Linked DNA regions of Acanthopagrus latus: region 2 is linked to region 1. A link is a contact called in public Hi-C data. All regions are on one chromosome and are shown on one strand. Each heading gives the region's core, a stretch centred on a gene start, on an enhancer-like site or on the middle of the called end of the contact. The rest is flanking DNA. Distances are from core to core; before and after follow the strand shown. Region 1 holds the start of tardbpl (TAR DNA binding protein, like). Region 2 holds the start of pex14 (peroxisomal membrane protein PEX14).

Evidence for each region. Hi-C and Micro-C count contacts between places; a contact is called where the count stands out from the background.
Region 2: a contact with region 1 is called in a Hi-C map of muscle, with 3 times the contacts expected there. The contact joins the promoter of pex14 here to the promoter of tardbpl in region 1. A contact is called at or near these places in 3 of 4 Hi-C or Micro-C datasets (liver and muscle).

What each region holds. Positions count from the first base shown.
Region 1 is chr7:17,729,165-17,736,874 of fAcaLat1.1, reverse strand. It overlaps tardbpl (TAR DNA binding protein, like), which reads left to right and starts at 2,640. Exons shown (of 7, transcript XR_005076168.1): 1 at 2,640-3,426; 2 at 4,902-5,065; 3 at 5,191-5,331; 4 at 5,662-5,832; 5 at 5,910-6,030; 6 at 6,805-6,951; 7 at 7,680-7,710. It overlaps c7h1orf127, which reads right to left and starts at 2,563. Exons shown (of 12, transcript XM_037104812.1): 1 at 2,363-2,563; 2 at 1,536-1,618; 3 at 1,375-1,457; 4 at 1,196-1,297; 5 at 983-1,107; 6 at 751-894; 7 at 619-657; 8 at 331-468; 9 at 158-242. The coding sequence starts at 2,395.
Region 2 is chr7:18,019,751-18,027,460 of fAcaLat1.1, reverse strand. pex14 (peroxisomal membrane protein PEX14) reads left to right here and starts at 4,257. Exons shown (of 10, transcript XM_037104839.1): 1 at 4,257-4,365; 2 at 5,706-5,750. The coding sequence starts at 4,330. It overlaps dffa (DNA fragmentation factor subunit alpha), which reads right to left and starts at 458. Exons shown (of 6, transcript XM_037105344.1): 1 at 222-458. The coding sequence starts at 315.

The DNA.
Region 1 (7,710 bases), core at 1,391-3,890:
GTAATGTAACTTGATTACTATTGGATTACCTCAATAGCAAACATATGCAAATGAGTAAGAATACATATATATATATATATATATATATATATATATATAGCTATTTATTTATGAACCATTATTATCGTTATCAAAGTAATCGCTTCTTGCCACCCACCTTTTGGACATGTGGCTTCCATACTGTAGGCATACTGACCGCTGACCAGCTTCAAGGCCAAGAATTCCCCTTCAGATTCCATCACCTGCATCAACCAGACATTGAGTATTAGCTGTAACGCTCCTGTTGGCCACTAGGTGGCAGTGTGCTGTGTGAGCTGGGAGGCCTCTTACTTTGACGGGGCTCAAGACCTCTCTCCTCCTGCCTTGAACTGTGATGTCTGGTCCCCTCATGGCAGTGTTCATCTGGATCAGGCTGGCATCCTCCAGAGCTACAATGAGCTGATCGCTCAGAGACAGAGACCACTGCAACTGTAACACACAACCAAACGTGCACCATCAGACAGATTCACCTCGTCTGGTTCTATGTCTTGGCCAAACACATGTACACAGATATTGGTTTAGATTTAAAGTGCAATCATATTTTGAGGGGTTGACTTTAGGAGTGATTTCCACTAGTACCTCGTTGTCCCAGCTGTCACAGGGAACTGGTCTGGTCACCTACAGATGAACACAAATCTTATCAGAATAAGCAAAATACTTGGCTAAAAAAGAGAATAAAACATCTACAGTGCACATGACGAAGTGACGAACCTGGATATAGTCTGGGTCACACTGGATCTGCTCTCTGCTGAGCAGCACAGGAACCATGGGACACGTCATCAATAAACTGCGAGGTCTGCCTCCAAATCGGTTAATCCTCCTCACCAGATTCAGTGTCAGGACATGGTAGCCATGCTGAACAATCAATGTACAACCAGAGGATTATCACCACCAAGCTCAGCTACAAAAGTCAATATGTATGGATATTTCTTGAGTGATGTACCTGTTGCTTAACAAAACATCCAGTGTAGCTGACTCTAAAAATAAAGTTCTCGTCGGGGTCTTTGTGCAGTGAGAATCCACAGGGAGTCAGTTGGAGGTTTAGGTGATCCAGAGATGCAAGGTTGGCTTTTAAAAAGCAAAAGGTGAATTCAGAAGACACATACTTACATATTTAATCTCAATATTGTTTCTCTTTTGTGTCATGAATAATTACCTTGGATCTGCAAGGCCCCAGACAGCCAGATTCCCAACCCTTCAATCATCGCACTATGGATCCACATCTCCATGTACTCAGTAAAACATGTCACATCTCCCTCTGAAAATGCAAACTTATTCTCAAATCTTGTGACTCTTCCCTTAACAATTGCATGCCATTACAAAAGAAAGATTTACCTGACAATTTTGCAGTTGGGGTATCAATCCATTCTTGTTTCTGAATGGAAAACACATCCCTTAAGACTAAACCCTGTAAAACGCTGTAGAATAGAGATAGAATTGAGCTTATATTTTGAAGAAAGTATTATTCAACCTTTGTACAACATCATGGTACTCACATAGTTTTAAGTAGGATGCCAAATCTTATCTGGTCCATGCCAATGCCGCTGATGAAAACACCCACGAGCAGTCGAACCCCAGCCTATTTGTAGATGAGTGGGCAGATGTCAAGGGGGAGGGGAAATAAAACAGGTGCGTTTGCTTTGACATGTGAAAGGCAAGTGACAAAAAAGTCACAAAGAATGGTCACTGTCTCCAGCATGTGTGAAAAACAGGTTAAAATCAGTTGTAGAGTGACCCCAATTGTTAAGATGGTGTGTTATGGATGAAAAACTAAGTGAATGAATAAAGAAGCTGTTCTCAGAGGAAAATAAGGTCCCAAGGACAATGTTTGAAGTTAGGAAGGTGGTGGAGTCCGCCACATATGAGCGAGTGACAAAGTATGAAATTGTGTTCTCTGTTAAGTTCAGTTTGTTTATTCAGTCATGAAAACAAATGAGTTCATCAATTTTGTTTGGGCACAAAACCAGGTTATCTCTAAGCAATAATACATTTTAATCTTGTAAAGGCAGGAAAGTTTATGTGGGACACAAGTCACTGCTAATATGCAAAACATTGTTCTAAGCTTTAACTATCTTTGGCTACACAGACTGGCCTGTTAATACTGGTGGGTCAGCTTTGACACTTTTACAAAGACGATTTTAAACCTTTTACACATATCACCATCATATTGCATCATATATCCTATGGTATTTTGTCTGGACATGTAAAACATGTTTGAATCAAAAAGCCAAAAAGGTCAATTAAAACATATTTTTTTCACATGACACGTGATTGCAACGCGTTAAATACATGATATTTTGAAATAGAATTTCTCAGTGCGCACCTTTTGTTTTGGGCTTTTAAGGTGATTCTTCATGCTTTGAATTCAAAGGGTGAATCACAAGCTTTTAACTTTGCCTCGGACAAGTTACAAACGCGGCAAGGTCAATATTCTTCACCACGTAATGTTTAAATGAAGTAAATAACGATTTAAAACGACAGCTGGTAATCTGAAGTCAAACTTTTCACTGAATGTTGTTATTTTTAACTTTGGCATCCCTACAAAAATGAACAGTGTGCCCTCCCAACCAGATGATGTCATCTCTCCAAGATCCGCAGCCATTTTGTTAGCTAGCCTGAGGTTACAGAGGTTAGCTGCGTACCGCTGCAAGTAGTCACTGTGAGCTGACCATTTCGTACTTTAATTTCATCGAATAAGATACCTTGTCGATGTTGTCATTTGCGAGCAGTTTTTGCACACACGCACGTAGACAAAAGGGAGACTCGTGCTTTTGTTGACAGTAAACGCAGCGGGAAACTGGATGGTCATTCATTTTTCAAGCGGTCTGGAGTTTGCTAGCTTGTTAGCTAGCTAGCTGGCTAACTTGTTTACTCGTGCTGCCCGCGTAGAAGAACAGTCAACTTCTAGTATTAATGGCCACGAGCTATTAAATGTTATAGAATTGTGGAGCGAGCGTTAGCCCTTCACAAAGTGTGTCTATTTGCGTTTGACTGCTATTGCATTTCAGTTGCGTCACTAAGCTAACAGAAGTAAACTTCGGCAGAGATCGACGCTGCGAACCCGTGTGTATCACAAAGGTGTTTAGTGGGAACTTGAGCTCCATCAGCTGATTCCACTTGGCCCAGAGCTCAGCCATTCGGACACCATGTCGGAGTTGTATATTCGTGTGGCTGAGGATGAAAACGAGGAGCCCATGGAGATCCCATCGGAGGACGACGGCACTGTTTTGCTGTCATCAGTAGCGGCTCAGTTTCCAGGGGCGTGCGGGCTGCGGTACAGGAACCCGGAGTCCCAGTGCATGAGGGGGGTCCGGCTTCTGGAGGGGGTCCTGCATGCTCCCGAGAACGACTGGGGAAACTTGGTCTATGTCGTCAATTACCCCAAAGGTGAGACAGGTGACTGTGTCGTTTAGGTTTCCCTCTTATCTTCACTGTGTGTTGTATGATCAAAAGTGTGTGGTAAACCATGTAATGCTAATGCTACCTAATACACAAGCCCTACAGAAACTACACCCGACCTACATCAATGTTGTTATAATGTGAGTGTTTTTTTTTTTCTTTGTTTTGCCTTTAGGTGTTGATTCAGCCTATTATTCTGTCATTATGTTCCTCCTGCAGAACATAGGAGTGTTTCTAATAGCACACTACTCAAAACTAGTCATGAATATTGGGATATTTTCATGTTTGCTCTCTGACACATCATTTTTATTTTGTGTTCTGTGAATGTTATTTATCCCTAAAAACAATGCAACACATTTCCTGTCACTATTCACCCATGCACATGCATATATGCACCCATATCCCAATATCCCAAACTAATTTTTAGTACTTGGAAGTGTTAAGCTCACTGTTACTATCAGTGTGTTCAAATTTATTTAGAACATCTCTGTGTGGTGTAAAGCAATTCAGTAGAGCCACAAACTACTACAACTAGAGATTATTGTCTTTCTGAAGATTATTTTTTTGATTGATAACTTGATCTGTCGAATGTCAGAAGATTGTGGAAAAATATCCTTCCCAGTTTCTCAAAGTCCAAGGAGGATAAATGTCCTTGTTCTGAGTCCAAAACAGGAAGAATTTGTAGTTTAACATGATATAAAACAGAAGCAGGACGTCTTCATATATGAGCGGCCAGAAACAGTAATTTCTGAAATATTTTTTGTGGGAAATTACTTTACAATTAATTGATTATCAAATTAGTTACTTTTCTGACGATCAACTAAATAATAACACAGCTAATTGTTGCTGCCATACTCCTTACTAAGTTTCTTGTTGTATTGGGCTGCCATCATTTTACTAGCTGTACAAACAAATTGGCAACAGAATCTGGCCCCATAGTTCAAACTTAGAAGGTTTAATGCTCCATCATGCAGTGATTTTTTGACATTTACCATAGAGTCTTCCTTGTGGTGACAGTAAAGGCCCTCTGCTGTTTTAATCTGACAATGCCCCTGTGTGCAAGTCGGTTTCTGCAAAAAGAAATGTTTTTTTAGTTTGGTATGAAAGATCTCGACTGGTCTGAACAGAGCCTTGACTCAGATACTTTCGGGATGAGCAAAGCTTTATCCTCCAACATCACATGCTATCTTCTCTGATGGTCTGGTGCCTGGATGAGAGCAAATCCCTGCAGCCAGGCTCCAAAACTTTATAGAAAACTTTAACAGCAGAGTAGGAAGCTGTTATAGCCGCGTAGTAATGCACATGATTTTGGAGGGAGACAACCTGATGTGATTTTAATGTTGTGTTCACATACTTTTGACAATTTATTGAATCATCACCAACAGACCCTAAGGAGTTCAGAGGGTCTGTGTTCATGTGTGCCTCTTTTCCTGATGTAACTAAATTCTATTTATTCCTCATAGATAACAAAAGGAAGATGGAGGAAATAGACGCTGCCTCAGCCGTGAAAATAAAAAGGGGCTTTCAGAAGACATCAGATCTCATTGTCCTCGGGCTGCCATGGAAAACAACAGAACAAGACCTTAAAGATTATTTCACTACATTTGGGGAAGTCATCATGGTGCAGGTAGTAACCTCTTGTCTGACTCTGAATATTTCTTTGTTAGGCTTAGAGTGTAAATAAGGATTTCTTGTTATGTTTCTGGTTTAGTTGAATGTATTGTTCATACATTTCATCTGTGTCCACTCCAGGTCAAGAGAGATGCAAAGACTGGCAACTCAAAAGGCTTTGGGTTTGTCCGGTTCACAGACTATGAGACGCAAACCAAAGTGATCGCTCAGAGACACATGATAGATGGACGATGGTGTGACTGCAAACTTCCCAACTCAAAGGTATTTTGGGCTGGGGTTGAACAATTAATTGTAAAATTGTCAAACTCACAATTTATCATTTATTTTATTTTATTCAATTCACAAGTGAAATATCAAAATCGAAGGTAAAATGTGTTACAGCATACTATTATGAATGAAGAATTGTTCTGACATTTTTTGCTTGGTCTAGATCATTAAAACTCTTTTTTTATTGACAAAAGAAAAAAAAACTTAAATTTATGTCACAAATGTTGTTGTGAAGTTGGATAACTGTGTCTGAATGAATCAGAAACATTACTGAAACCTCATGTAGGTTGTCTCATTTATTGCTGTGCCTCTTTGTCCCCTCAGGCGTGTCCTGATGAGCCCATGCGGAGCCGTAAAATCTTTGTTGGCCGCTGCACAGAGGACATGACAACTGATGAACTGAGGCAGTACTTCATGCAGTATGGCGAAGTCACTGATGTCTTTATCCCAAAACCTTTCCGAGCGTTTGCTTTTGTCACATTTGCTGATGACCAGGTGAGAGTCACCATCAGTAGTTTATTATTGATAATGTGACAGTGACTGTAGTGATAATCTCCTCACTTCTTTTTCAGGTTGCCCAGGCCCTGTGTGGAGAGGACTTGATCATCAAGGGCGTCAGTGTGCACATCTCCAATGCTGAGCCCAAACACAATAATAGTAGGCAAATGATGGATCGAGGGCGGTTTGGGGCTGGTGGGTTCAGTCAGGGATATGGCAGTAATCGCGGTGGGCTAGGCAGTGGTAGCGGTGGGGTTAACTTTGGGGCTCTCGGCCTTAACCCGGCAATGGTGGCTGCTGCCCAGGCAGCACTGCAGAGCAGTTGGGGAATGATGGGCATGCTGGCTAACCAGCAGGGCCTGACCACGACGGCAGGCACAGCCACCACGACCCGAGACCAGACCTATAGCTCTGCCAGCACCAGTTACAGCAGCCCCAGTTCAGCTAGCCTCGGCTGGGCTGCAGGCACTAATACCGCCTCCAGTAGCGGCTTCAGCTCTGGCTTTGGCAACTCTATGGAGTCTAAATCTTCTAGTTGGGGAATGTAGATAGCTTTGAGTTGACCTTTTTTTGTTGTTGTTGTTGCTATTAGGTTAATCTGGTAAGTATACCTATGGGGGAACTGCTTATATCTTACGTTCCTATTATTTAAAGATACACTGCCTTTTATTTTGTTAAAGAGAAAATTTATACTTGCGTGTGACTGATTATGTAGTCATGCATTGAATGGGTGAAAAGTTTGTAAGTGGAAACTGCCACACTCCCTTGTTTTGGTTTTGAGAAAATGTTACACTGTGCATGCAAGATAAGTATTTATAAACATGCACGAGTATGTCGAGAGCCCCTTCAGCCACCTGTAAACTGGGCTTGATATAAGTATAGTATATGTGTATGCAGTTGATTGCATCTTTTTGTTTGTTTTTTGTTTGACGTCTTTTGGAAACGCCTTCATGAAAATCTCTTCTGCAGTTCACCAACTCTTTCCCCAATTCCCGGGAGGAAGCGCCTCATTGGCAGCAATGTTCGCCAGATCTCAGTATCAATTCCCCTCTTCCCATGTGTAAATGCTTTGTCATCAAAGAACACAGCTTCACTCTTCATATACTGTGTTAGACGGTGGGTGTTGTCTTTTTTTCCTCTCCCCTTTTTTTATGGATATAAAAATCGTGTCTGCTCTTGTTCGTTTTTTCGAGATCAATGAGTGGGATTGATGTTGGACCGAGTGAGAGTGAGCGAACGGGAGAGCAAGAAAGCACGTGTGAGAAGGACTGACTGTGCACATTTCTTTAAAACAGACAAATGCCTGCAAGAGTTGAGAAGAACTTGGCTTTTGTGCGAGTGTGAGAGGAAGAAGCAAGTACGAGTGTGTTCCTAATGGCCATCACAAGGACTCTTAATTGCGTCTCGAGATCCCTATGGTCTCTGCTTTCACTCATCGTTTTCTATCAACTTTAATTCTTTAAAAACACAGTGAAATGTCAAGTGCTATGAGTATTTGTATTCTTTCGTAGCTTCTTCTTGCTGTCTGATTTGATGTGAGTGCTTTGATGTGTCTGACTGTGCTTTATTTTTTCTCCTTGTTATCACCCTCTGTGTGTGAAAATGTGACTTTGTGCTGAGGTCTGTCTGGGGGAAAACACTGAAAGTGTGTTGAAGTTTGGAAGTGAGCTCAGAGGTTGAAAGTTTGTGTTTGAAGTGGTTATGAATGCATTTTCTATGTTTTGTGAATCAAAGGGAAGTCTGAAATAAAACTGAATTTGACTAGGTATGATACACTCTTGACAGTGAATTTATTTTTGTCTTTACATTAATTGAACTGCCAACACTTTAATTCACATGTATAGGGACTTCGGACACGGACAGCCCAGGTTTTCG
Region 2 (7,710 bases), core at 3,008-5,507, 290 kb before region 1:
AACTTTTGTGTTTCACTTTCATATTACAAAGTTGCATTGATGCATTAATAAACACAAACCGACGTAAACTAGAGAGGACATAAGACTACACAAGACTGGGTTGTGTGGTGCTGTTGTACAAGACGGTATCATACGCAGCGCTTATTAGAATATGAGCCTCACATGTATACAGACGATTCTCTGACAGGTTTACAAGTTAAAGTCAAACTTTGACAACTCACCTTTTACCTTCAGCTCGTCTAAGGAGGGAACTACCAACCCGTATGACTTCTGTCGTGTGAAGTTGCACACCTTACACGGTTTGCGATCTGTCATCCTAGACTTTGTGTGTAGAAAACAACTGTTCTTTCTTCTTTTATCCCAAAACTGATAAATACTGGCAGTGGTGCTCGCCTCCTATCTCGTCTCGAGCAGTTTCCAACACGGAAACAACCGCCACGGCTTCTTCTTCTTCTTCTGTTTTGATTGATTAACGGCAGCGGGCATCGTTCGTGTTGCAACAGCGCCATCTTGTGGAGTTACTGTACTAACTCCTACAGTTTCCGGTTTTTAAATTCTAGGTTTAATGTTTATTGTAAACAGTTTAGCATTGAATACGATGTTATGGCGGTCATGGATATAAGGGGCGTTATTATTTTTATGTCTTGTGTGCGTATTTGAATTCTGTGGCTGGGAAGTGCATCTGTAGAAGCGGTGATATGTGTAACAGGGTTTTTCGATCCATCAGTAAAAACCCTGCGTAACCGGTGTTTGCTCCCTTATTACTACACAAATCTGCACTTTTTATATCTTGACTCAGTTTGAAGAAGAAGAAGAAATCTACTATGCACACAGGGATTACAGGCCGCATCACAGTCAGACTAACCTCCTTTTGTATGCATCGTACAAGTTGAGACAGGAGAAATGCCGCTGCGTTGATTCAGAGCACGTCTCCTTGTCAACTATTGGAAGAATTTGAGATTTCATGGAGGGAAAAAAATGTACGTTTTGGCCAGACAGGGGATGCAGCAACAAGTAACTTGAAACTAAGTGACCTAGGCCCAAATTACAGCTCATTGTCCAAGTATGGTCTTAGAATTAAATCCATGAATTCATCTCCCACAGTGTTTCATATGCAACGTCAGCTCCCCAGTCCAACCGCAAAAGTAATCTCTTCACATTTATAAAGTCTTTAAACTTATCTAAATGATCTCAAATGATGTTTTTTTTATGATAATATACTCCTAAGAGCCAAAATGTCTCACCAAATTATGTCCATATACTTTCAAATGAGCAGTTTCTCCACTCTTCTCTTCTTGAATCCATTACTGTTGATTGTTTTTAACACATTGGTCTTTCATTTACTGTTCATCGTTTACATACAGCATGTGTTTATACATGTTAATGTTAATAAAGGCAATCTATATGTCTATATTTCATGGTTTACTTCTATCCATCTCAGGTTTCCTTAGTGGAACAATAACAGCCCTCTCTTCAACCTTGTGGTATTCTGCCTCTTGGTATTACTAATAATCCATTCGATCCATATGCACTTGCGCGTGTTTTAACATGACATGGCATATTTCATCCTTACTTCTTATGCTCTCCTGGGGTCGTGTTCCACAATACTTGTATAATGTGCCTTTTCCTAACTGTCTTCCTCACTATTACCTGAGCTTCTGTTCTGTCTCACATATCAAAAATGATTAATTATTTTCATTAGTTTAAATTTCTGTTTCTCACAGCTTCTTTACACTCGCTGCCCCATCATAATATTGCCTCTCCTCTTTATTTTGCTTTTGCTCTCAGGCTGAGAGTTTTAGTGATGGTTCTCAGGGCAGCAGTTCTAAAACCATCTTATTTAATGATCAAGGGTTTCTGTGGTCATATTACCATTAATCTGATTCAGACATTTATCACTCTCTTTCCTAAACTTCTCCCGGTTAACTTTACCGAAACATCTGTTTCCGACCCCTCTCCACTTCAGTCACAGTCCTGTTACATATTGGATCAGTTATGATGTTGTTTCCTGTATTAACAACTGCCATTGTTTTATTACCATCCTCTAAGTTTACTAAAGTCCTCTCATCTAAGCAATCTATTACCTGACCATTGCATCAGTTTTTTCTCACTCAACCACAAGGTGTTTTGTGCATTGAAGTCCCAACATCACACAGCGTTCGCCCTACTTTGAGCCTTTGTTTCTTTGTAGCTTTCTACAAAGGTGAGAATAATTCACAACCACTAATTCCTTCCTTTCAACACGCACTTCCACCACCACAGTGGGGGCCTAAAGGTTAGATAAGTGAGCTTGTGAGCACTATGCTTCAAATCTGGGACAGGCAGGATAAATCTGGGTGGGACAGCACTTACCCTTCCCTCCTTACCATCACTGATGCCGCAGCAAGGCCCTTTACCCCGACTGCTGCTCAGTTGTGAGCTTCCAGGTGTGTATGTGTAACAGCTGTGGTATTCATTTTCTCACATAAATTGCCAAAGACAGTTACGGTTGCTACATTACTTTTGTTTGGTCCTGTAATGTTGCTTTCTGAGACATTTCTCTATATCTAGTTGAAGGAAGGACCTGTGTAGTTATCAGACACGCCCTCAATACGTGACTCCGGCTTATCCATTCACTCTGGTTTGGTTCGCCAATACTGCGCCTCTAACACTACCTCCAGAGAGTAGATCAGCGCCGGAGCAAATTTCAACCCAAGACATTCACACAGAGGCGGAGGTGGAGAATTTGTGCATTCCAAACTGCAGTGTGAATGGGGTTACTGTGTGAATGAAAAAGAGAACACCGCTCCCAGTGAACCCTCCCTGAATGAATAAAAGTAAAGAACAAAGCCCCACATACTGAATTCACCCTCCCACTACCTATAAATTGTATAAAATCTGGTCCATCAACTATGAAATTCATTGCGTTCCACTGAAGAATGCTAGCCCGTATACTGAGATTGTGTTTTACTTCATTCCATTTTAAACCCATCATATCAAGATGATCAAAATTGTATTTGAAAGGATAATATTTTTACCCTTTTAAAACTAAAATCTTAACTGTCACTGCCAAGCTAAAAAGTACCCTGTCTGAAGTGGGCACACAATCATGAGTGCACTTAAAGGCTGCGTATAAGTTCTTTTCAAATCAATTTGGGATATTGGGGATGCCAGAGACTTTTAACAAGGTAAAACAAGTTCCAATCTACTCCAGTTGTTCAGTAGAATGCTGCAACTTTGTTTTGCTGTGCTCAAGAAAAGTTTTGTGGAGTTCGACACTTACCCCACTTTCCCATCAGCATGAGGGTGAGTAGATGTTGACCGAACTTTCATCCTGAAGTCCTATTACAACTCTCAGAAAGTCCACCTCTTTAAATGCATCACTTGGTGGCAGCAATGAAAGTTAATGTTCCATTAAAAGTTACTAAGGTTTATATTGGGATACAGCGTATCTGTCATGCTGGCCTCGACTGACAGGATTGTCTTGGTGCAGTCAGACTGTGAGACTAGGCTGGATTATCAAATGGATTGTTGGCTCCAGGGCCCGAAAATGTCAGGGCTCCCGAACAATCCGCTGACAGCTGTTTTTAATTAGACATTTAAGTGGAGGAAAACGCACCACAATACACATTCAAATGAAAACATTACATGAAAAGACTTATAATTATCATTTTATGTTTTGTTAATTGTCCTCATATTTCAACATATATATTATTCGATTTATTCGTCTTTATATCTCCACTTTTTTATCAATGCCTTTTTTTCGTGTAGTCATGAAGTATTCTATCAAACCAGTTGATAATAGTGCTTTCATGTTGCTTGTACACACTAGGGCCTCTAAACAAAATCTAATCAAACTCTGCTGTGTTAACTATACTTAAAGGTGCACTACGCAGCTTTGGGGAATACATTTTAATTGGAAGAGAGAGATCGTCACTTGCTGCTGATTTTTTTTTTTTTTTTACAAGACTAAATAAACAAACGCTTTGTTTTCATGACTGAATGAACTAAATGAAATGAATTAACATACTCCCTGCACAATTTCATACTGTTTTACTGTATATTTGGCAGACCCTGCCACATGTCAAGGTTCAAACAGAGTCCTTTGGACCTTATTTTCTCCTCTGAGAGCAGCTTGTTTATTCGGTTAAGGAAAAAGAAAACATTTCCGAGTTTGTATTATTACTTTATACATACTGTAAATATTGAGCTTGAATTTCTTCTCTAAAACTACATTGTGCCCTTTAATGACTAAATTGTCCCATACTGTGGCACCGTTGCTGTCCCTCAGGAAAAGTAATCGAGCGCTGTTCAGTCGAGCATCCTCTTAGCAAACAAGGGGATAGGAAGATGGCATCCAACGACCAGCCTGATCCACCGACACAGGTCTACATTTATGCAACTGAGACATTTACCTCCCGATGTCCACATGCGACAGCGAACTCTTACGACTTGCTTAGATGTCGTGACCCTTGAATGCCATCATTTTTGTTTGTTACTTTAGAAAGAAAAGCGCAGATAGCGAAGGTTAGCATGCCTGCTAGTTAGCATGCTAGCTAGCTCGTTTAAGAAGTTGCCTCTCGGACATACTTGTGTTGACAAGTGGACGCAAAAGGACAAGCTGATGTTCTTGCGCTTCTCCACTGTTGCCAAAACTTAGGTGGCTTTCTTACTGAGTCGGCTAAAGTTAGCCTCTTGTTTTTGTATTTGTACTTTAAACTAATGTGCGTCCTTCTGTCTGACAGTGTAGCCTTGTAATGTGCAGTTGGAGATAAAATGTGAAAGGTCACTGTTAGCCAAACAAGCCTGGTGGTGTGTGCTCGGCTCTTTGCTAACACTGCCTTTGCTCGTCACTGTCGAGCATGAATCATCTCGAGGAAACACATGTTAAAGAAAGTTGTGGGTCATACATCTCGCAGGGGATAGATTTGCACTTTGCTGCCACATTTGCAATACATATAGTTTCGGCATCAGCAAGTATAGATGTCAATATGTTATCCAGAGTTTAATTGTGGATAAATTAATCCCTCAAAGGTATATTCAGTGTTGACTAAACCCAAGCAGGAAGGAGAATTAAGTAAAGAACTGGATTCATGCTTGTCATAAACGCAAACATTTACAAAACAGTACTTAGTAATACTAGTAGTACTTCCTTAGTAATGAATCAACAAGTGCGTGAGCTAGGGATATCCATCCAAAATATCTAGATCCGTTCATGCACATCTATTCACATTATATATCGTTATTTACTTAACTAATCACCAGCATTAAATTAGACAGAAGAGGACCAGGCAGGTTAATGCAAATGAATGATTTTATTGTTTTCTCTCGCTTGCACGACCAGGTTTTTGGTGCATTCTGTGATTAACAGTTATTTTTTAACATTATTCGAATGACATGACAGAGATGTCATTGTCCAGACTGATCATGGATTAAACAATTAATTGTAAGCAATAAAAAAGGTGATTGATTGATATTAAAAATGAATCCCCAGTTGTCTTTTAAGTAAGTGTGATTTAAAACTGTTTGTTTCAAACCTTTTTTCAGTCAGTCTTTGCTAATTTCAATAGCATAAGCAAAATGAGATTGACAGGTAGAAATACATATGGATAGATACATCTAGTCTTAGCTCTGCAAATGCTATCTTATCAGTGCTTTATTACAACCACAACCCCTGTGTCCTCCACTAGATGGCGCTCTAACACAAGTGTTGTTTATCTTCTCAGCCTGGACCTGGAGATGATCCGGTTGCTCCCCCCAGAGAAGCACTGGTAAGGATTCAGTATTCAATACAAATTACAAGACTGATGAGGTAATATGGACTAGAATATGAAAATGAATTTGAGTAATGCCAGTTTGATATAAGTGCATTTTAGATAGATATAGCAGGTTTGACTAGATGATAGTGAATTCTAATTTTATCTTTCACAATATGATCATTTTAAATTATTGTTAAATGGCACATGCCCTGATTCTCGACAGTGTACTATTAATGCCACAGAGTATGTAAGTTTAAGCTCTTAAGCAGCTGATTTCAAGGGTCAGTCCCTTTACTCTGACTGTGTGCTAACCACTGAAATCAGCTGCATAGTTGAGAAACATTGAACTTGTGTTTTTTTTTTATTATGATGTGATGACTTAAGGAAATTTGTTTTCATCCTTTCGTCAACAAACTACTTTTTCCCTGGCTAATCAGATGATATTACACATTCGCCAGCAAGATCAAGTGTTAAAGGCTTCTAATTAGCAGCCAGTCACTTCAGCGCCACACTGATGTCTCTGAGTCCATAATGAGAGTGTACTTTATGTTCCCTTTCTTTGGAGAGTAAAAAAGCATGTAGAAAGGTCTATTTTTGCAGACACAATGGTTTCACTGATGCTTTAATCATGTTTAGCATGAAACGTTTGCCACATACTTTTTTGGTCTTAAGTTTATCCCATTGTTTTTCAGTCTGGGTTGTGTCACACAACTGTGTCCAGGAACATTTTAGCTGGTTTGCCAGTAAAATGTCGTCAGCAATATAAAAATAAGAATATACTATTTAAACAAACATTTGCCAACTGTTGACTATGTCTTAGTACAAAGACATGCCTGCAATCCTCCCTGTGGCCATAAAAAACAAAGAAATGTTTCTTTATTCATCTTTGAAGATGTAGTTGAAAGTAAAAGTTCCCCTTCAACTCAGTGTTTCTAGAATAGTGTTGTCTGGAAAAATGGCTCTGAGAAAAGTTTAAAAACAATGTTTTCTTGCGAACAGTATCAGCAAGTTATTTTATCGGCCAATAAACACAGTGAACTGAAACATTGGCTTCGGAACATTTCCGCCAAGACGATGTTTTGATTATGCACATGTGACGCAAAGCAATGAATAAGTAGTTTGTCTGGTGAAATTGTGTATATTTATTGAGCAATTTATGTATGTATCTGCAAGTGGTCCATCATGATAAGAGCAGGCATCATACTTTATTAATTCCACAACAGGAGAGTCTTGATGTTTTCTGTTACTTGGTGGGAAAAATATGTTCATAGATCGGTAATGGCAATCATGACATGGTCATGAGTGTAAATCTACAAACATTGTTGCATATTGAAAATGCTGAAAGGATAGTTGAAATGTCTGCTTAGGCTTCGGCTTATAAATGTCTTCACCCGCAGCCATTTTTCTCGTGGGAGCCTGATCAGTATTGCGTATGTACAACACTCAACAGAGATCTCCTTAGCTCCTTCCATCATCAACTTCACCCCCCCCAAAAAAAAAATTGTTTGATTCTTTTTTTTACCACTTGCCTGGGCAGGCTAGATTTACCAGCCTGACCTGGCATTTTACTGGTCCCAGGTCCTTGTGCAATTCTTATTGTTTAGCCCTGAGTGTGCCATGCAACCCATAATCCTCATAAGTTGTCCAAATTGTGAATACATGCAAGGCCAGCAACATTTAATGACAATAAACATCAGCTGTTTTTCAATAATGTGTGAAGGATGCTCGGCCCAAGTGATGACAACGATTATAGCCTGGACTGTCTTATCGCTAAGTGGGATGGAATACATCACAGGTACATTCACTGTCCTTGTATGGACCCAGCATCCAGGTTGGAGGAGTGCTGTATTGTTCAGTCTACATGTCTCAATGTCATTCACCACCATTCACTCTTCATCCTCCCCCCATCATCCCTTCATGCCAAGGCTAATTTAATCCTGGGGTTATTGATTGTGGGAGCATTCTCCCAGGC